Regions from separate parts of the Triticum aestivum genome. Here region 1 is linked to region 2. A link is a contact called in public Hi-C data. All regions are on one chromosome and are shown on one strand. Each heading gives the region's core, a stretch centred on a gene start, on an enhancer-like site or on the middle of the called end of the contact. The rest is flanking DNA. Distances are from core to core; before and after follow the strand shown. Region 1 holds the start of LOC123169382. Region 2 holds the start of LOC123167865 (tubby-like F-box protein 12).

What was found. Hi-C and Micro-C count contacts between places; a contact is called where the count stands out from the background.
Region 1: a contact with region 2 is called in a Hi-C map of leaf, with 7 times the contacts expected there. The contact joins the promoter of LOC123169382 here to the promoter of LOC123167865 in region 2. A contact is called at or near these places in 5 of 5 Hi-C or Micro-C datasets (leaf, root and an unstated tissue) and 1 of 1 datasets of contacts at active chromatin or transcription factors (leaf).

What each region holds. Positions count from the first base shown.
Region 1 is chr7D:415,165,692-415,171,236 of IWGSC CS RefSeq v2.1, forward strand. LOC123169382 reads right to left here and starts at 1,884. Exons shown (of 12, transcript XM_044587220.1): 1 at 1,391-1,884; 2 at 1,164-1,303. The coding sequence starts at 1,808.
Region 2 is chr7D:414,944,140-414,949,943 of IWGSC CS RefSeq v2.1, forward strand. It overlaps LOC123167865 (tubby-like F-box protein 12), which reads right to left and starts at 1,854. Exons shown (of 5, transcript XM_044585725.1): 1 at 1,368-1,854; 2 at 207-656. The coding sequence starts at 575.

The DNA.
Region 1 (5,545 bases), core at 634-3,133, 220 kb after region 2:
TGCGGTACCGCCAGCGTCAGGCGGAACTGGAGGCCATCTACAAGGAGTTCGACGAGGCGCGGTGTGGGGCAAATCCGACGATGAGGAGCCACCCTCAGCACCCGTGCCCTGCCGCCACGACCATGAAGCCGGCACGTTTGTGGGCGCCGTTGGCAGCGAGGAAGAGTAATGCATGGTAGGTCGCCGCCACTTGGGTCCCAAGAAGGCCACCGCCCCTCCCCTCCCGTTGAAGCCAAGCTTGGTGGGCTGAGCATCATCGGCCGGTTAGTCGTTTGGCAGCGACGTGGAGACGGACAGCTTCACTTCCCGGGGCTCCGGAGGTGGAAGTTACGGAGGCGGAGCTGGAGAGCGCCGAGGCAGAATTGGAGAAGGTGAAGCTTCAGTTCACGGGGCTCATGGTCGGACATGGGGAACGGGTGCCGGCGATCATTTAGTAGGTTTAGAATAGAAGTATCTCTGAAATTATACCTCCAGAGTGGGACGAGCTCCGCTATTAGTTGAAGTATGTCCGAAATGTAATGAATTTCGTCATGTTTATATGAAATCTGCCTTGTTTGCATGAATCTCTTCCGGTTTATATCAAAATCCGCCGTGTTTGCACGAATTTTGTCAGTTTGGTTCAAAAAGTTGTTGAAATGTATGTGGGCAACGTTGGATGGCCGCCTCCCGCATCCGTGTCCGCAGACTGGTTCCTCCCTGTCCGCGGACGGATGCAGGAGGAAATTTGCGGGTCGCTGTTGGAGATGCCCTTATTGCTATCTGTTAAATTTACTATTTGCAATTTCTTGGTAGATATTATTCGTATCTTGATGGAAATGCTACGAAAATGGCATGGCAAGATGATTTTTCTGGGAATCATTTTGTATTGCACTTATTCATATCCAAAGTCACAAATTAAGATGATTGGAGTTGTAAATTAAGTCTAGATAGAATTAAACTGAAAAGCTGGAAAAAGAAGAAAGTAAGCACTGAGATAGATAGCAGCCAGATATTTCGTGTTGTGCGAGGTGTCTATCTATCATTAAAAGGTTGAACAAAGGGTTTTTAAAACTACAACTTCATGGGTCAGAAATCAAAATGATACTTGCACAAGCATCATGCTACAGATGACATAGGCACACGACCATTGCTCTGGCACATGAGTTCCTAACACGAAACCTCACCTCCTCTGCAGAAGATACACCCGCACGGGACACATAGTCGACTATCCTGATAGCATCAGAAACGCGCAGAGCCGCCGCCAATCGCTGGACTAGCAACGCGTAGGTCCGCGCGTCCGGCCTTGCCCAGCTCCAGCGCCCTACTGCAAACTCAGAGTTGGACACCGGACTCAGCAGCACTCAAGCAACTCGTGAATGGATGATATAGCAGAAGAGCAAGGCGAGCTCACCTCGCGCCAGGCCGGAGCGCATCGCGTCGAAGACGGAGAGCGCGAGATCGACGTTGCCCCGGTCAAGCGCTGCCGCTACTATCGCGTTGCAGTCGGACGAGTCGAGAGACGCTTTCGAGCCGGAGCCGGCCCCGCCTCCCAGCGACTCCGCAACAATGTCCAGCGCTCGGTCCGCGTCCTCTGCCCCGGAGACTCTCCTGAGGAGGTCTGCGTCGAGCGAACTGTCGCCCGGCGCTTCTGACGAGCCGGCGCCATCGCCGGCTGCCGCGGAGCTGGCCCTCTGCAGGGAGGGCCAGCGGGAGGACGGTGGGAAGAGGAAAGAGAAGCCGGTGTTGGTGGCGCACGCGAGCGGCGGGGGATTGAGGGGGCGCGGCGGATGGTGGACTGCGGGCGCGGGTGGGAGGAAGGCGAGCGCCATGGCCGCGTGGTCTCAGAGGGAAAACATCGAGCACATGTCGCGCCCGTTTTGTTGTGGATGAGGCGCGGGTGGTGGAACTGGAACGGAACGGCTGCACACGGACACGGCGATCCCTATTTCGCGCGTAGCGCGAGTAAGAGACTGGCCCGGCCCAGCGCTTGGCAGGCCAGAGCGTCGTTTTTCTTTACTTTATTTTTTTGCTTTCTTTTTAGAATTTTATTTATATTTGCAAATATTCTTAATACATAGACTACAAAAAATTACATAAAATATTATGAAAATGCTAATCATGCATTTGAAAAATGTTAAATGTGTATAGAATTTTTTTTACCGATGCATACAAAAAATGTACAATGTGTATGGAAAAAATAGGCATAAAAATATAACTTTTCAAAACCTGTTAAATATCTATTTGGAAAATGTTAAATATGTGCAAAACAATTCTAATCTATAATACGAATGTACAATGTGAATAAAAATAGACATAAAATGTATAAGTATTCAAAAATGTTAATAAAGTATTTGGAAAATGTTAAACATGTATACAAAAAATCTGATGTATAAAAAAACGTACAATGTGTTTGAAAAAATAGAGATAAAGAATAGGTTTAAAAAAATGTTAATCACGTATATGGGAAAATATTAAACGTGTATACATAAAATGTTCCTAATGTATATGAAAAATGTATAATGCTTATGAAAAAAGTACTCCCTCTGTTCACAAATATAAAATTATTTGGACAATTTAATATGGACTACATATGGTCTGAAATGAGTAAACAAACACACTAAAATATGTCTATCTACATCTCGTTCACAAAAGAGTTAGGACATCTTATATTTGTGAACAGAGGGACTAGCAAAAAATAAATTTTAAAAAATATATTAATTATGTATTCTGTGACGCCCGGATAATTAAGCTACAGTGAACCTCTGCTAATGATGCCACGTCACCTCTGTTACTGTTGCTAATTTCGCGTTAGTTCGAAACCGATTCAAATTCAAATTCAAAATCAAGCAAACAATAAAAGTTTTCAAATGTTAAAAATAAAATGTTCATCATATGGCAAATAATCCCTAACTAGTTTTGGTCGTGGAACCAACCTTTTACAAAGTGTTTAAATGCCCTAAACTAATTAAAAACAGTGCTAAAATAATAATTTAATTGCTTTTGAAAATATAGAAATATTAAACTAATTTATTCTGGAGTAAAACTTTTTGTGGCAGTGCCATTCAATGCAATTTGAATTATGAGGCAAGTTACACTTTTTACAAAAATCAATTGATGGCTCTACTTAATTTAAAACAGTGTAAAAAAATAAAATATAAAGAAGGTAGAACCTAATGTACACTTGGGCTTTAATTCTATAGTATAAGGCCCGGCCCACCCTGCACCTCCTCCTATCCCTGTTCACAGAGGACGTGCTGGACGAGCAGCGCTCGTCCATGGCTCAGATGGCCGCGTGTCGAGCATCCGCCGGCTCCCTCGTCCGATAAGGTCGCCCCCCCCCCCCGCGGACCGAACCCTAGCTCACTTTTCCTCCCCACTCTCGCCCCCTCCTCGCTTGAAGCCGTCGCCCGAGCTCTGTCATCACCGTCTCCGTGTCGATCCCGCGGCCACCGGCCATCCCTCGTCGCCGCACCATGTCGAGGAGCACCGACGTCCTCTTCTTCATCGACTGCAAGCGCCGATTCCAGCTGGAGCCCCTCTGAGCCGTCGCAATCGTCGTCTCCGTCGACTACATCCACCACTGTCGTCGCTCGATCTACCGCCGTCGACGCCTCCCCGACCCTCTCCGGCCTCTCCCTGGCTCGGTGGTGAGCTCCTCGCTCCGTCCCCCTTCCTCCCCGTCGAATCCACCACCGTAGGCCGCTGTTCGACCGCCATGGCCGGAGCTCGCGGCCGCCGTACGCGCCCAGCCGCCCGTGGCTGTGCCTTGGGCCCCGCACGCACGCGCGCCCGTGCTCCACACGCGCGCCCTCTGTTCGCGCCGTGATCCCCCGGTCGCGCCCACTGTCGTGGCCCTCTGTCGCTGAGGCCCGTTGCTGCCGCTGCTCATCACTGCGACCGCGCCTGCGTCCCGCGCGCCTTGGCCTCGCGCCACGCTGGCGCCCGCCTCTACGAGCCACCGCACCGCCCGTCCCTGCTGCCTGTCGCCTAACGCCTCCCCGCGTGCGTATTGCTGCTGCTCTTGGCATGTACTGTTTTCCTGTTGATGCGTCGCTTCTCTCCTGCGATGTTGGCTCTACTGCACTGCTTGCTAGCTGTTGATGCTAATTGCTGCTGCTTGCCTACTGATGCTGCTTACTAGCTGTTGCTAATCGCTAGCTGCTGCTCGCGCATAGCTCCTACGGCTGCAGCTGTTGCCTCTGGCCAGGAGGCCGGCCCGATTAGATTAGTCTAGGATTAGTTAGGTTGCATGAATTGTTTACTTAGTATTATGTGTGAATGACATATGGGTCCACCTAATTAGATTAGATAAATCCTTTTTGAAATTAATAAAGCAGTGACATGTGGGCCACCACCTCTGCTTTTGACCGGTCAAATTGACTTGGTCAACTCGGATTAAAATTTATTAAATAATTTCAGGAAATGAATAAAACTTAGAAAATTAATATAAAATAAACCATAACTCGGATTGAAAATACTTTTTACATGAAAGTTGCTCAGAATGACGAGACAAATCCGGATACGCAGCCCGTTCGTTCACCACACGTCCCTAGCTTAGTGAACCTGCAACATTTCACCTCCGGTCCATCTGTCCGAAAACGCGAAACATCAGGAATACTTTCCTGGATGTTTCCCCCCTTCGCCGGTATCACCTAGTACCGCGTTTGGGCACACCTAGCCTCACGCTTTGTCATGTCATGCATCGTTATGCATCTGTTTGCATTGTATTCATTGTTTCTTCCCCCTCTTCTCTTCGGTAGACTATGAGACCGACGCCGCTGCTGGTGCCTCGACAGACTACGCTGTTGATGACCCCTACTTGCCAAAGCAACCAGGCAAGCCCCCCCCCTTGATCACCAGATATCGCCTATTCTTCTCTATACTGCTTGCATTACAGTAGTGTAGCATGTTACTGCTTTCCGTAAATCCTATCCTGATGCATAGCCTGTCCTTGCTACTACTGTTGTTACCTTTACCTGCAATCCTACATGCTTAGTATAGGATGCTAGTTTTCCATCTGTGGCCCTACATTCTTGTCCGTCTGCTGTGCTATACTATCGGGCCGTGATCACTTGGGAGGTGATCACGGGTATATACTTATATACTTTATACATGATACATGTGGTGATTAAAGTCGGGTCGGCTCGAGGAGTACCCGCGAGTGATTCACGGATTGGGGGCTGAAAGGACCTTTGTCCCGACGGCCCTCTGGGTGGATCTTTGTGGCGGAGCGACAGGGCAGGTTGAGACCGCCTAGGTGAGAGGTGGGCCTCGCCCTGGTCGGTGTCCGTGGTTACATCAATTAACACACTTAACGAGATCTTGGTATTTGATCTGAGTCTGGCCATTTGGTCTATACGCACTAACCAACTACGCGGGAACAGTTATGGGCACTCGGCGTCGTGGTATCAGCCGAAGCTCTTTTTGACGTCAGCGACTGAGTGGCGCGCGCCGCATTGGACCGTAAGCTCGCGCTTGTATTAAGGGGGCTAGGTCTTCTTCCGGCCGCATACACAACGTGCAGGTGTGCAATGGGCGATGGGCCCAGACCCCTGCGCGCATAGGA
Region 2 (5,804 bases), core at 604-3,103:
ACTTTTCAATTGCCTACGAGAAAATTGCTACAAATTACTACTAGGTAAGCATACCAACTACTATTATGTCGATTTCTTAAGATTCACGCGACCACCATTTCCCAGTTTCAATTTTTTATTTAGGCTGTAACATGAGAAAAAAATACAAGCTACCCATCATGAACGACAGCTGCAAATATTCATGATAAATTCAGTTGGATGTTTACCTGTTTAAGCGACACCGGAAAAGTGAGTTTCCCACAGAACTCCGGGCTCTGAACTATATCTTTACAGATCTCTCTCCACGCGCTGCAGACCGCCGCACAAGCTACGACATCTTTGCGCGAGGGCCAAGTGCTCTCGCCTTCCTCCAGCCTTTTCATCACATCACGAAGTAATTCAGGAGGAAGGCCAACCCAGCCATTCTGATCAGCCACCACAGCTCCGCCGTGCGGCTCACCCGGTGGCCCGAAAGATTTCCCCCGGTGATGATGGCCGGAAAGACCAGGGAGGCCTGAAATCCTCACGTCAAAGCCCCGCCTTGATAAGCTTCCGAAGCTCTCTCTAACATCGCGGACTATGCTGCGGAAAGACATATCTGCCGGAGACTCTGCGATGACAACCAGAACTTCCCCGATTTCCTAGTGGTCAAGGTCTTCTGAATGAGCTTTCCGGCACTGCATATACACAAGGAAAGCAAAATAGGAGGAAGATTAGCGTCTAGTGGTGCTGTAAAATAATCATCCACTAGGAAAAGCAATCAGCGCGTATAGACTAACGAATCGCGGACTAGAGATTACTAATACAGCTTCGTTACTAATACCATTCTTGTTTGAATAGTCTCGAGTCAGTGGGCTAGCGGTTCTAGTCGCGCACTGAATGCACGATAGATGATGGGAAATTGGCTACACAGACAGCCAACTCTCTGACGGCGATGGGTGGATGGAAAAAACAAAGCCCACTGATGGCGAAAGGCTAACAGAAGGCGCCATTTTACTGGTATAAACCTAATCGTGCCACACGTCAGGCATGGCACCACAATTTTGACCCACTCTTCTCAGAGGAACAAAGTTTGACCTTTTTATCCTTTATGACCTGCAGTGCAGTTGCATAGTAACATCTCTTTGCTACTGTGGCAGGTACAAGATCTACAGAAACTTCAGAGAAAACCCGTACTTCTATGTTGTGAAATGGAAGAGAAAAAGAATTTACAATTCATCTAAGCCTAAACAAAAGAAAATAAACATGGAATCGAGCAATCAGAGCGCTGGAAACATATGCTAGATATATGAAGTTCGCTGCAAAAAGTGGAGGAATTGGACGCCAGAAATGGAGGCGTTGGTGGATGCAGAGGAGGAAGAGTGAAGGAGGAGGAGCGGCCATCTCACCGGCCCCAAATCGAGCTCCTCGACCTGACGACCCAAAACTTGAAAGAGATTCTTCCTCTTCCGCGGGGAGGAGATCCCAACCTTTTGCGGCCGAGGCCAGCAGCGAGCGATCTCTCCTCCGCTTTCCCCAAAGCCCCCGGAAGCCAAAGAAGACGGACAGGGGAGCAAAAGCGACGAGCTTTCCACCTGTGATTGAACCCGCGACCTTTCTCCTCCAGCGAGAAAAAGGCTTTCCGGCGCGAGCTTTGCTCCAAAAGATGCGCAGGAAAAGGTGGAACGGCACGGGGACGGAGGAGGAGCCCGGTCCGGTGTATCGGCCGATCTTCTGCAGCCGCTGCGGCGGAGGCGAGAGGGGATTCGGGAGGCGAGGCTAGGGGATTTATGGGAGGGGGATTGAGATGGGGAAATGGGACTTGGTTTGGAGGTCGGTAGGGGAGGGGGGAGAAGGAAGACCGGAGGGAGGAGGGGAGCGAATCGTGAGAGGATTCCTTTTTTTTTAAATTGGATGGAAAAAAGGTTTTGTTTCACATGACCACCTCACCAACCGGCCCAGCACATTGGCTGGCCGCCCGGCCGGCCGTCGTGTACTCTTGTAGTTCTCCGATTATACAAATGTGCACATCTGCTGACTGCTAAATGAGTTATACGGATCGACTTTTACCGTACTACGTACACAAGTTTGCTGGATTCGCCGGAAAAGCCTGATGTTGTGTTTAGTTGTAGATGACCGAAATCACAAAGGAAATTGATGAAAGTCCGGTATTGTGCCTGATTAGTCTACACTCCGGACAGACCCAGAAGCCAATTCAGCGGTATCTCATCCTCTTCTGCTTACTTTCACACTCCCTGCATGACGGGACTTGGGGTGGAGTAAGACGTTTTCAAAATAAGACTAGTGTTTTTAAATAACAAGGGTTTTGTTTTGAAATAAAAAGGTTTTGTTTCACATGAATAGAGTATTGTTTTTTTTTTTGCGAGGAAGAGTATTGTTTTCTTTAGGGTGAACAAGAGTAGAGTATTGATTGGTGCCCATCTGCATCGGTGAACGGTAAGTACATATGTAATAGTAGCAACTAGATAAGCCATGTATGACTTTCTGGATCTACATCTCTCCTCCGTCCAAGTAATATCAATTTTAAATATGAATTATAGTTGTTGGTAGGTGGTCCACAAACCTGTTTATAAATTTTGTTACTTATAATGTTCTCTTGTAGTGCAGTGGTATGCATAAATCCAAAGTTTCTTCCACGATACAATAATAATTGATTTGGGCATCGGTTTACCAATTCCAGATTGACTTTAGATGCCGTGAGATGGATTGTCCACACATGATCTTTGGCTCTTTGCAGCGTCTATGACATTTTTGTCAATGCTATGCTGCTAATATTCATAACGACGATGCATATGGAACAGAAGCATCTAGTGCTGGCCGTGGATGACCCTCACCCGTGTGCCACGCAAACAAACTGCTACTGCTAGTCTGGCAACGTGCCTAGCTGAATATCTGTTTTTAAGCCACGTACGTAGCATTGCCGACACATGTGACTTTTTTTTTTGGCTTCGTGAGTCAAGAGAAAAGAAAATAACAATGTCGACACCACATTATTCTTCGTTGGCTAGATCAAAATACTCATCATGCCTCAACGTCATCCAAGAAAACTGACTATAGTGACTTTCTTCTCGCACCGGGTCTTCTGCAGGCCTCCTTCAGCACGAGGGGGTTTGTTGCACGCGGGATCGGCAAGACATATATTGTGGACCGTCGATTTGTGGCAGGGCAAATTAATTGTGTATATTGTCTGTTTTCTCTCGTATAGCGCCTTCTATACGTGTGTAATGCACTCGTAAATGGGAAGCGATATAGTATCTTTTTGTTACGTCTTCAACGTATCTATAATTTTTGATTGTTTCATGCTATTATATTATCTGTTTTAGATGTTTTATATGCATTAATATGCTATTTTATATTATTTTTTGGACTAACTTATTAACATAGAGCCTAGTGCCAGTTTCTGTTTTTTTTCTTATTTTTGAGCTTCGCAGAAAATGAATACCAAACGGAATAAAATCTTCGCGATGATTTTTCTTGAACCAGAAGACACCCCGGAGACTTGGAGATCAAGTCAGAAGAGCCGCGAGGCAGCGGCAAGGGGGAGGGCGCGCCCCCTGCCTTGTCGCCTCCTCGGGACTCCTCTGACCTAACCCCTGGCCCTATATATTCACATATATTCCCAAACCACCAAAGGCATCCACGAAAACACATTTCCACCGTCGCAACCTTCTGTTCTCGTGAGATCCCATCTTGGGGCCTTTTCCGGCATCCTGCCGGAGGAGGATTCGACCACAGAGGGCTTCTACATCAACTCTATTGCCCTTCCGATGAAGCGCGAGTAGTTTACCACAGACCTACGAGTCCATAGCTAGTAGCTAGATGGCTTCTTCTCTCTCTTTGATTCTCAATACCATGTTCTCCTCGATGTTCTTGGAGATCTATCCGATGTAATCTTCTTTTGCTGTGTGTTTGTCGAGATCCGATGAATTATGGATTTATGACCAGCTTATCTATGAAATATTATTTGAATCTTCTCTGAATTCTTTTATGCATGATTTGATATCTATGTAACTCTCTTCGAACTATCGGTTTAGTTTGGCCAACTAGATTGGTTTTCTTGCAATGGGAGAAGTGCTTAGCTTTGGGTTCAATCTTGCGGTGTCCTCACCCAGTGACAGTAGGGGTAGCAAGGCCGGTCGATGTGTAGAGTAATAGTAGTAGATGCAGGCAGGAGGCGGTCTACTTGACACGGACGTGATGTCTATATTTCATAATCATTGCCTTAGATATCGTCATAACTTTGCGCATTTCTATCAATTGCTCGTCAGTAATTTGTTCACCCACCGTATTATTTGCTATCTTGAGAGAAGTCTCTAGTGAAACCTATGGCCCCCGGGTCTATTTTCCATCATATAAGTTTCTGGTCTACTATTTTGCAAACTTTTACTTTTCGATCTATAAACCAAAAACCCCTAAAATATTTACTTTATCTTTTGTTTAGTTTTATCTATCTCTATCAGATCTCACTTTTGCAAATGATCGTGAAGGGATTGACAACCCCTTTATCGCGTTGGGTGCAAGTGTTTGATTTTTTGTGCAGGTATTGGTGATTTGTGCGTTGTCTCCTACTGGATTGATACCTTGGTTCTCTAACTGAGGGAAATACTTATCTCTACTTTGCTGCATCACACTTTCCTCTTTAAGGGAAAAACAACGCAAGCTCAAGAAGTAGCACATCATAACAATGGATGAAGAGGGACTAATGTAGAGAAATATCAGCGTTGTGCAAAAACAATTTATTGTGCTTTTCTTCTTGCTTGTTGTCTATTCTTGTACTACCCTATTCTCCTCCAAAAACACTTGTCTTGGACGAGAAATTGTGTAGAAGAAAAGGCAGAGAACCTTTGCTTTTCTCAGCGATTGAAATACATCAACGGCATTAACAACAAGAGCAGAGGTATATCTGGAGCTTTTGCTCAAAAAGTTGGTTCTTGTTGTATATTTCATCTACATTGATGTTTCTTGTTGCTAGACCTCTTGAATCTGTTTATTATGTGATTATTCAGATTGTTTTGTTGCTAGACCTCTTGAATCTGTTTGCTACGTGCTAAATCACACTATTGATGGTTATGCTGCTAGCTGTTTGTTCTTCTACCCACTTGTTCTTTTCGAAGAACTCTCACTTGGAATTATTCAATTTTCCTAGTATCAAATATTCTCATCTCGGATCTAACAACAAATAAAAAGGTGACACTAGCTTTACTTATCAAAAAAGTTTTGTGTTAAGTTGCACGGAGATAGAAACTTAATATTGTGAAACTGTACTAGTAAGTTAATATGATTGAAACTTAAGTAATTCATCGGTTTGATCTATTTATTCATTGTAGTTCGTACCCACTAATATTAAAAATACCCTGATGTGCAATCACTACTAGGAAAGTGATTATATGTGGTGACTGTGTTAGAGCATCTACAGCCGGACTTGGCAAATCCGACCCCTCAAACGTCCGCGGACGCGCCTGGTCGCGTCCGTGAACAGTGACCGGGCATGCCTCAAAAAATGCATTCCACATCCAGATACCTCAAATTAAAAACCTCAAATCCATATTATTACATGCAACATGAAACCTAATCTAAACGGAGCTCGCCCGGTGCCGCTCCCCGCTCGCCCGGCTCCGCCCTAGCCATGTCCGGCGATAGGTTGCGCTCCTCGGAATGTTGGTCCGGTCACCGGCAAGGTAGAGTAGGGCATGGGACACGAGCCTGCTCACAGGACTCAAGGCACCGCCGTCTCCCATGCCCTACTCTTTCTCTTCGGAGTCGGGAACCCAAACGGTATCGGTGGATGTCAGATCGATGATGGATTCATCAGGGGACGAGCCGTC